Regions from separate parts of the Rattus norvegicus genome. Here region 2 is linked to region 1. A link is a contact called in public Hi-C data. All regions are on one chromosome and are shown on one strand. The core of a region is the stretch at or near the end of the contact, and the rest is flanking DNA. Distances in the headings are between cores, read along the strand shown.

The links. Hi-C and Micro-C count contacts between places; a contact is called where the count stands out from the background.
Region 2: a contact with region 1 is called in a Hi-C map of the A7r5 cell line, with 4 times the contacts expected there. The contact joins the enhancer-like site here to the promoter of Acta2 in region 1. A contact is called at or near these places in 9 of 12 Hi-C or Micro-C datasets (the A7r5 cell line, Schwann cells, frontal cortex and 4 more).

The regions. Positions count from the first base shown.
Region 1 is chr1:241,169,901-241,174,231 of GRCr8, reverse strand. Acta2 (actin alpha 2, smooth muscle) reads left to right here and starts at 1,729. Exons shown (of 9, transcript NM_031004.2): 1 at 1,729-1,762.
Region 2 is chr1:241,204,043-241,208,373 of GRCr8, reverse strand. No RefSeq gene overlaps it. Among named protein-coding and RNA genes, the nearest start is that of Fas, 5.9 kb to the left of the region's middle. Within about 2 kb of position 1,938, at least 16 of the 93 cell types and tissues checked have an H3K27ac peak or open chromatin away from gene starts, as enhancers often do. A contact at or near this core is called in the A7r5 cell line and liver, where this site is marked.

The DNA.
Region 1 (4,331 bases), core at 480-2,979:
AATAAATAAATAAATATTTTTAAAAACCCTCAAACTCACACATTGTGACCATTAATTACTTGCTCAAAAATTGAGCAAATCCTCCTTGGTTACTTCAGATTGCTTTTTGAAATTCTTAAAATAAATAAAACAACTGAAACTTACTTTCTTCTTCTTGTCATAATATTCTGATTATTGACAAATACAACCAGTATAAACAAAAAAGTTATAAGATTATCAAAGCTCTTTTCTTGGTTTTTAAAGGAATTAGCATCTTGAAATGACCAAGACAACACTCCAACACTCATGAAACAAAACATCAGCACAGATATCCATGCCAGGTTCTAAAGTAAAAAATAAAACAAAAACAAAACAAAAAAACAAAAAAAACAAAGAAAAACATGGAACTTTACTTTATATGATGCCTATGATAAAACCGGTTGCATTAATCATAAATGTCCCATTCTGCCTCACAAAATGCAGTCTCTGTATTTGAGTGATCAGACAATGTATTTCTTAGTTGGTGAAACCAGATACAGAGTAGAAAACTCTTAAGCAACACAAAGAAACCCCATTATTATTTAGCAACCATTAGACTCTTCTAAGAGTCAACGGTGTAATTCTCAAAGACAGCTATGCGTGCCTGGGTGCAGGTGGACACCATTAATCAAGAGCATGAGACATGGTAGCGTGAGTAGACAGCTGCTGGCATTCACCCTGGGCTTTCCCTGACATGCCAACAGTTCAGAGCCACTTATGGAATCCGTCTAAAATATCTCCATCATGAATTGAATCAGAACCTTGGCTTGCAGGAGGGAAGTAGAGAAAGGTAAAGTCGTTGACTGTCCATTGAAGCCAAAGAGCTGATGATGTCTTTGAAGAATGGCAGGGTCACTTGATCGCTCTTTCTGTCCAGTGGGCTCATAGACACGGAGGAGGATGAGCAGGCTTCATTTCAACATTTCAAACTTCTTTTACAATTTTTTTTATGACGGGGCAATGGGTCATCTCTGTGGCCAAAAGACGGTCCTTAAGCATGATATCAAGGGTCAGCGATAAACCAACAACATGCACGTGGACTGTACCTAAGGGTTAACGCAGTTACAGTGATTCTGACTTCTAAGTTCCTCTTAGGGTAACATAGGCTGGTGAATCCTGATTACATACTTCCATATGTAATACATACAGACTTCATTGATACTACACACAGACTCCAGACTACATACAATGTGGCTTCCATAAAATGATCACTCCTCTGCAGATTCGCAGGTGACCCAAGCATCTTTTGTTATAGGCTACCTTTTGCAACAGTGTTGCCTTAAAGTCCCAGCTAGTCAGAGACAGGCCCTTCCTCATCTCAAGCCCTTAGCTAATGGACCCAAAGGCTAGCCTGACAGGAAGAGCTGGCATCTTCTGAGGAATGTGCAAACCATGCCTGCGTCTGCTCCATGGCACTAGCCCAGTGTCTGGGCATTTGAGCAGTTGTTCTGAGGGCTCAGGATGTTTATCCCCATAAGCAGCTGAACTGCCTCCTGTTTCGAGAGCAGAGCAGAGGAATGCAGTGGAAGAGACCCAGGCCTCTGGCCACCCAGATTAGAGAGTTTTGTGCTGAGGTCCCTATATGGTTGTGTTAGAGTGAACGGCCAGCTTCAGCCTGTCTTTGCTCCTTGTTTGGGAAGCGAGTGGGAGGGGATCAGACCAGGGGGCTATATAACCCTTCAGCATTCAGCCTCCCCAGACACCACCCACCCAGAGTGGAGAAGCCCAGCCAGTCGCCATCAGGGTAAGTGGCCCCAGCCCAGGGATGTGACTTAGAGTTTTCCCAGGCTTTTTAATCATCCAGTGGAACCAGACGTTGTCTGTAGTAATCTGAATGACTCACATGTTTTGAATTTTTGAATAAAGATTTATGCTGTTAAAATGATTGTAGCTCCTTAGCTTGCATGATTTCGTATCTAAACGGGACTAAAAATGAATCGTGGTTTACTGGCAAAGGAGATGGAGAGGAAATTAAAGTTTGTTCATGCGTGGCATCTGTGAAATCTGTTTACACTAAACCAACTGCTCGGATCCCGCAGCCTACTGTAGGGGAGAAGTCCAGCCATCTATGGTAAATTATACATTTGTTTCTACTTAGGTGTTGGACACTTTTGGATTTGTCTATGGTTCAGACTTAGTGTGAGGACTTTCCATCTGACCGAGTACAGCCGGGTTAACTGGAAGTGGATGTCAGGAGTGAACTGGCGCGGTTGCCTGCGCTCTGGTTTTGGCTGAGTGGACTGCGTTGCCTCTGGGTTTCCGGGGCTCTAACAGTAGACATGTATATCTTGTGCCCTTACGATTCAAACCTATGTCATTGGTCATTTGCAGCAAAGCATAGCTCCTCTACTCTCTGCAAAGAAATGGAAATGAGGAAGTGTCTCATTCGGGGAGATCTGATTTGCGTTTCTCTGCCTCAAGTGTCCCTCTGGCCCCTTAGGCAGAGTCTCTGTGGAGCCACCCCACTCAGGACTTGGTAGCTTCTGCAGGGAACGGAGTTTTCTCGATAAGATTTTCCTCCCATTTTGTGATTCATGACTAAATATGGTTTGCGTTTTGAGACTCACAAACTGGGAAGGTTACTGTCCTTTCCTCCTCCCTCCCCTCCCCTCTTACAATTCATTTTTGGCACAAGATGAGCTCCACTGTGCTGCACCAAACTCCCCGGCCTCGGGTGCAGTTCCAAAAGCGGACGCTGGAGCCCAGTGTGTTTTACCTAATTAGGAAATGCTCCCTGCTTCAAACTGAGCTGCTCCTTCAGGTTAGATAAGAGTTGCAAACCACAGCGGCAGTTTCCTCTGGAAACACACCGACGTCTTCTCTAGTGACGACGCTCCTTTCAAAGCTTATTAAGACATATTTTCTGGATATTTTGGATGAAGTAGAAATACGTCTTTACTGAATTAGTGATTTTTACTTGCATTTAAAAAAAAAACTAGGAAGCTTATTTCTCTGAATATACTAAGGCACAACCTTAAGTCATCCTGCCCAACAGTTTATGTGGGTTATCCTTCCCCGTTTTCAAAGGGCATCCTAATTCCGAGTGGTTTATCTCATTTGCAGCCCGGATGCTATGTGTGGACAGCAGGCTTCCTGTAGACTCTCTGCTGGTCCTTTGCTGCTGGCTGCCTCTGCCAGTCACCTGGCTGCTGTGCCTCTCTGTGCTTTGAGACTGTCTTCTGAGTCTTTATCGTCCACTGGAAAGGAAGCTAAATATAATTCAGTGTCTGAAAGAAGAGGCAGAGTAGAGAGAGGAAAGAGCAAACCAACCAAGATCCCATTATTCCGTTCTTGTGAGGGGAACCCAGGCATTGAAGATTTCACTCTGATTTTGGAGGCAGGGTTTGAAAGGAAACCAAAATCACAAACAGAATCTCTGGGTAAAGACAATAGTCACATGATGAGATCGACAAGCAATGCTTGTACAATGCCCTTGATGTCCCCTGAAGCTGTCGAAAACACAAGCTTAAATGTCAATTACTTAAAATGCTATTTTAAGCCCAAAAGAGTATGTGCTCAGTTAGTCAAGGTTAGAAGAAATACCAGAACTCAGGGAAGAAAAAAAATCTATAAAACCTGATACTTGCCACTTCCAAAGAACCCCAGTAAATATCTTGGAGAGAATAAGTAAGCTTTGGGGGTGAGGGAGTGGGGGGCAATTCACATTTTATTACGGTCATATTAAGTTTCTTTCTGTAACTTATCAGTCTTAAGTAAGAATAGCTATTATCATCCTGTTGGATTTTCAGCTTAGCAGTGATTTTGATTAATGAGGAAATGTTGTAACTCCTAAAATTGCAAACACCCCCATCAAAAATTTCAATCCAATATTCTCTACTAGAGTAGCTCTTGCTAGCCTTCAACTTGTGATCCTCCTGCCTCAGCCTCCCAAGTGCTAGGATCACAGGTCTACATCACCACGCCCAGTCTTGATTCATGTCTAATGCCTCACCAGCACAAAAGTCTTCAGAGACAAAAGATTTTTCTTTTAAACATTTAATATGAGCAAACATTTTAACATTTTCACATTCTCATATGCTGCCCATTATTCAAAAATCTACCTTTTTGGGGAAAAATATATTTTACAAAAAAAAAAGTGAGTTTGGTTTGATATAGATAACAAACAAAACTAGATAGTTCTTTAACATGTGCTAATCACTATGTCCCTATAGACCTGTGTTCTCCACTCAGGACCTCTCATCTGTGCTCTGTGGCCTGTTCACACACTAATGCTCTGCCCTGCTTGAGAGTGTTAAAAGAGCCTGTGACGCTCCTGCTCTTTGTGCTGAGGGCTTGTGGTGCTAACCTGGAAG
Region 2 (4,331 bases), core at 689-3,188, 34 kb before region 1:
TTAAATTGCTTTGGATAAATGTTTTATCACAGTGACAAAGGCAGTATAAGTTATTTTTATTCTAATAGTACATTTTGAAGAGTCACCATCCCTTCAAGTGTCAAGACCAAACCCAAACAATTGGTGTGTGTGTGTGTGTGTGTGTGTGTGTGTGTATGTATGTATGTATGTATGTATTATGTGTATGTGTGTGTGTGTGTGCAAACGTGCATCCATGCATGTCATAGACTGTCCTCTATTACTAGCTACCTTATTCCTTTGAGACAGGTTATGTCATTGAAACTGGAGCTTAATGCTTTGTCACTTAACCAACCTTAGTGGCCCATAAATCCTCTTATCTCTGTCCCCAGACAGATCTGGAGTAGAGGAGGAGACCATGCCTGGCTTTTTCAGTGGATGTTGGGGATCTAAATGGGAGCATTCATGCTTGCACACCAAGCAATCATACCCACTGAACTTGCTCCCTAGCTCCAAGAAATGTGATATTTCACATAGCTTCAGGCACGCCACAGGAGGAGGGGAGTGCTTTGGACAGTCGTACCATCTTACTCAAGCTAAACCATGCAAGTTAAAGTATATGCCTACTGTAAACAGATAGCACTGCTTTCTGGGCTCATTTCAATGGTTGGCTGCAAGTATCTGCCTCTGTATTTGTCATGCTCTGGCAGACCCTCTCAGGAGACAGCTATATCAGGCTCCTGTCAGCATGCACTTCTTGGCATCAGCAATATTGTCTGGGTTTGGTGGCTGTATGTATATGGGCTGGATCCCCAGGTGGGGCAGTCTCTGGATGGCCTTTCCTTCAGTCTCTGCTCCAAACTTTGTCTCCATATCTCCTCCTATGAATATTTTTGTTCCCCCTTCTAAGAAGGACTGAAGCATCTACATTTTGCCCTTCCTCTTGAATTTCATGTAGTCTGTGGATTGTAGCTTGGGAAGTAAAAACATTTTAACTTTTCACTACCAACAATATTTCTGTTCTTTCTTCAGTGGAGTTAATATTTTAAAACACTGCTGTCAGCCAAACTGCCTTATCTAAATAGCAATAAGTTAATTTAATAATCTCCAGCTGTAGTGGACATCATGACTTTTATTTAACCCTATATCTTTTCTCCTCCTTCCTAGTACTGGGACTTCCAGGATGGTTCTGGGAAAACCACTCATCCCCTCTGTCCTTGACTATCTTATATGAGTGGTTCTTTTAGTCAGTGCTTTCCAGGGGATGAGAAACAGAATCAATAGAAGAGAAGATGGATGGATGGATGGGTGGATGGATGGATAGATGGATGGATGAGTGGATGGATGGATGGATGGATGGATGGATGGATGGATGGATGAGAGGTGATACAGAGATGATAGATCTTCTGGAATTAGGTCACATGATTGTCCAGTGTGATGTACCTAGAACCTATAGTTCAAATCCAAAGACTGTCTGCTGGTGGGACTCCTCCCTTCCCCAATCATGGTGAGTCTTTTTCATAAAGCCTTGAGCTTCCTGGAGGACACCTAGTCACATTGTTAAGGGCCATGATTTTACAAAAAGCCTATGGATTTAGTTTGAATTTCATACAAAGTAGAGTGTCTCAGAAACAAAAAGAGTGTTTGACTAAATGTACAGGCACCACAGTCTAGCCAACGTGACAGAGAATATTAACCATCATAGCAAAGCTGACACCAAGCCTAGAACCAGGGACTCTACTTGGCCCAGGAAAACAACATATCCCATTCTGTTGGAATTAACCTTGGCATCATTTTCTGGAAGCAACTGAGACACAAAGTCTTTCTCATTGGATTTGAAATGGGATGGATACATATACATGAGATGTGCTATTGGTACAGTTGGTTGTGGAAAAAGTCCCTTGGTTTGACAGAGAGAAAAGCATGGTGCTCACACTGAGAGGAAGCCGCATGGAGAGGTGGAGCCTGGGGCTCTGCCTGACTCCTGGGATGACTATCTTTAGGTTTGAAACTTGGCACCCCCACACTGCCTAACCCAGTCAGTTCTCAGCTTTCGTAAAAGCTAGATTCTTACAACACTCAGTTTCTTTGGGGACCATTAAAGCTATGGTTAGTGTAAGAAATCCTTTGTTACCAAAAGTAGTTGCTTAATATTTGCTATTTTGTTTTCAAACTTAAATAAGGAAGATTGCCTAGATAGTCCCTCTAAGACAGACACTCTCTACGAAACAAATCTTCTGTCACTAGAGGGCATTAGAGCTTACACTTACCAAAGGACTCATCAGACTTTCTATTGACCAATAAAATGTATTTAGGGGGTCATAGGAGTTCCTGTGGTGGTGGCTAGGCAGTGCAGCTCCGTGACAGATCCGGCTTCCCACGCGTCTTCCATCCTGAGGAAGGTTAGCGCGGATGGAGTGGCAAAGGCGGAGCACAGGCGCCGCACCGCGAGGCTGTGGGCCAAGCCTGCCCCTGCCAATGTGGATGCGAAGCCTAAAAAGGCCACCGGAAAGGATAAATTATCTGACAAAAAGAAAGAGAGAGAGGGAGAGAGGGAGAGGGGGAGAGGGGGAGAGGGGGAGAGAAGGAGAGAGGGAGAGAGGGAAAGAGAGAGAGAGAGAGAGAGAGAGAGAGAGAGAGAGAGAGAGAGAGAGAAGTGCAAACGAGAGTGAAAAGGGGAGCGAAAGGCAAAGTGACCAGCAAACTACGGATTTGCCTGCAGAAAAGGGAAAGACTGAAAACCAGAGTCCAGCCTCTGAGGAAGAGAAAGAAGCCAAGTCCGACTAAGCATCCATCACATCTGTCAGTGGTCCCCGCCTCCCTTCTTGTACAATCCAGAGGAATATTTTTATCAACTCTTTTGTAAATGCGAGCTTTTTGGTAGCTCAAGAAACATTTTAAAAGGTGAGGGAATAGCACCTCGTCCCATTTTAAAAGTGTAAATATTTTTTTAAGAGGTTAAATCATTTGCTGGTTGTTTATTTTGGGGTACAACCGGAAGCAGGATACTGAATCAGGAGAGGCTGTGACTGTCTCGGGGGTCACCATAACATTCCATAGAAGGGTCTAGTTTCATATCCTATGGGACAAAACAAACTAAATGGCAACTTGGAGTCTCAGTCATGCATTCGTGTCTGGACTATTTTCGGTTATATCTGGTCTGGTGTTTCTAGTAGAATCATTTCCTAAGGAAACCACTCCTTGTTCCTTGCTCTGTCAGAACTGTAACAGCTCTGGTCATAAGGTCGATTTTCCTAACAGTTGTGATAATGTGCTGTGAAACATTGAGATTTGGGGTATGTTCTGTGTGTGGCTTAAAATTGTGAGTCGGTGGTTTGTGAGCATTTGGTTATTATGTGAGGTCTTACGAAATTTGCCAACCTTGAAGCAGGAACATCACTGGAGCAAGTTCGAGGAGGAACAATACTCTTCATTTAGGTACATGAACACAGTGTAAGTCTTCAGAGTGACGGTATGTGTGTGAGGAATTGGAATGTCTGGGGACTCTACTCCTCAATAAAATCTCAGCTTGTGAAAGAAAGTATTTAGGTTTATAGACAGGGAAAAGGAAGAATTTTAACTTTGCTAGTTAATCTTAAGTGAGGACCACAAGGCATTTTCACCTCTGGAAAATTATATTTCTCATGGGATGAAGAGACTGTGTGTGCAAAGCGTTTAGTATACCTGAGAGCCAGCTCCATCGCTAGTTCCAGTGTGGCTTTACAAGTCAACGTGTTGAAGATAAATTAGCTGGATTCTGGTGTCCTTTCCTGAGCTTCCTTGTGTACAAGCATGTTCATGTGCCCCAAGAGACAGTACTACCCAAAGGAATGTGCCCAGAGTCTGACGGATGAGGGCTGAATGCCTGGCCTGTGACATGTGGAAGAAGCCCTTCAATCTTCCAAATTCTCCCACGAAAATTCGCCTACCAATATCCCTGTGCTCCAAAAACATGGAAATGACAAGGTCAAAAACATTCAGAAACTGAGATGCAGCTAGTCAGGGAGGGAGGCGGAAGGAAGGGGGCTGCAGCAGAAAGGTAGGGGAAATCTGCAGACCCAGACTTAACACCCAAGCGAGCATCCTGCCCCTGCCGTTTCTGTCTATGAGGATACATTAAACTCGGAGACATTCCACGACTCCATGCATGTACTGGCATGCAGAGGGATGAGGAACATGACTTCAGGGGCGTTGGCCTGGTGTTGATGGGGTTGTCTGCAGTAGGCTGTACCTAAGACATGATCGCCCTGTGCCCCTGTGTGAAAGATTGGCTGGTGACTATAAATTACTCAGCATACTCCAGGGTAAGTAACCAAAGCATATGCCTAACTGAAGAGAGCATCATCTTTCTGTAATCGTCAGGACACCTAGCT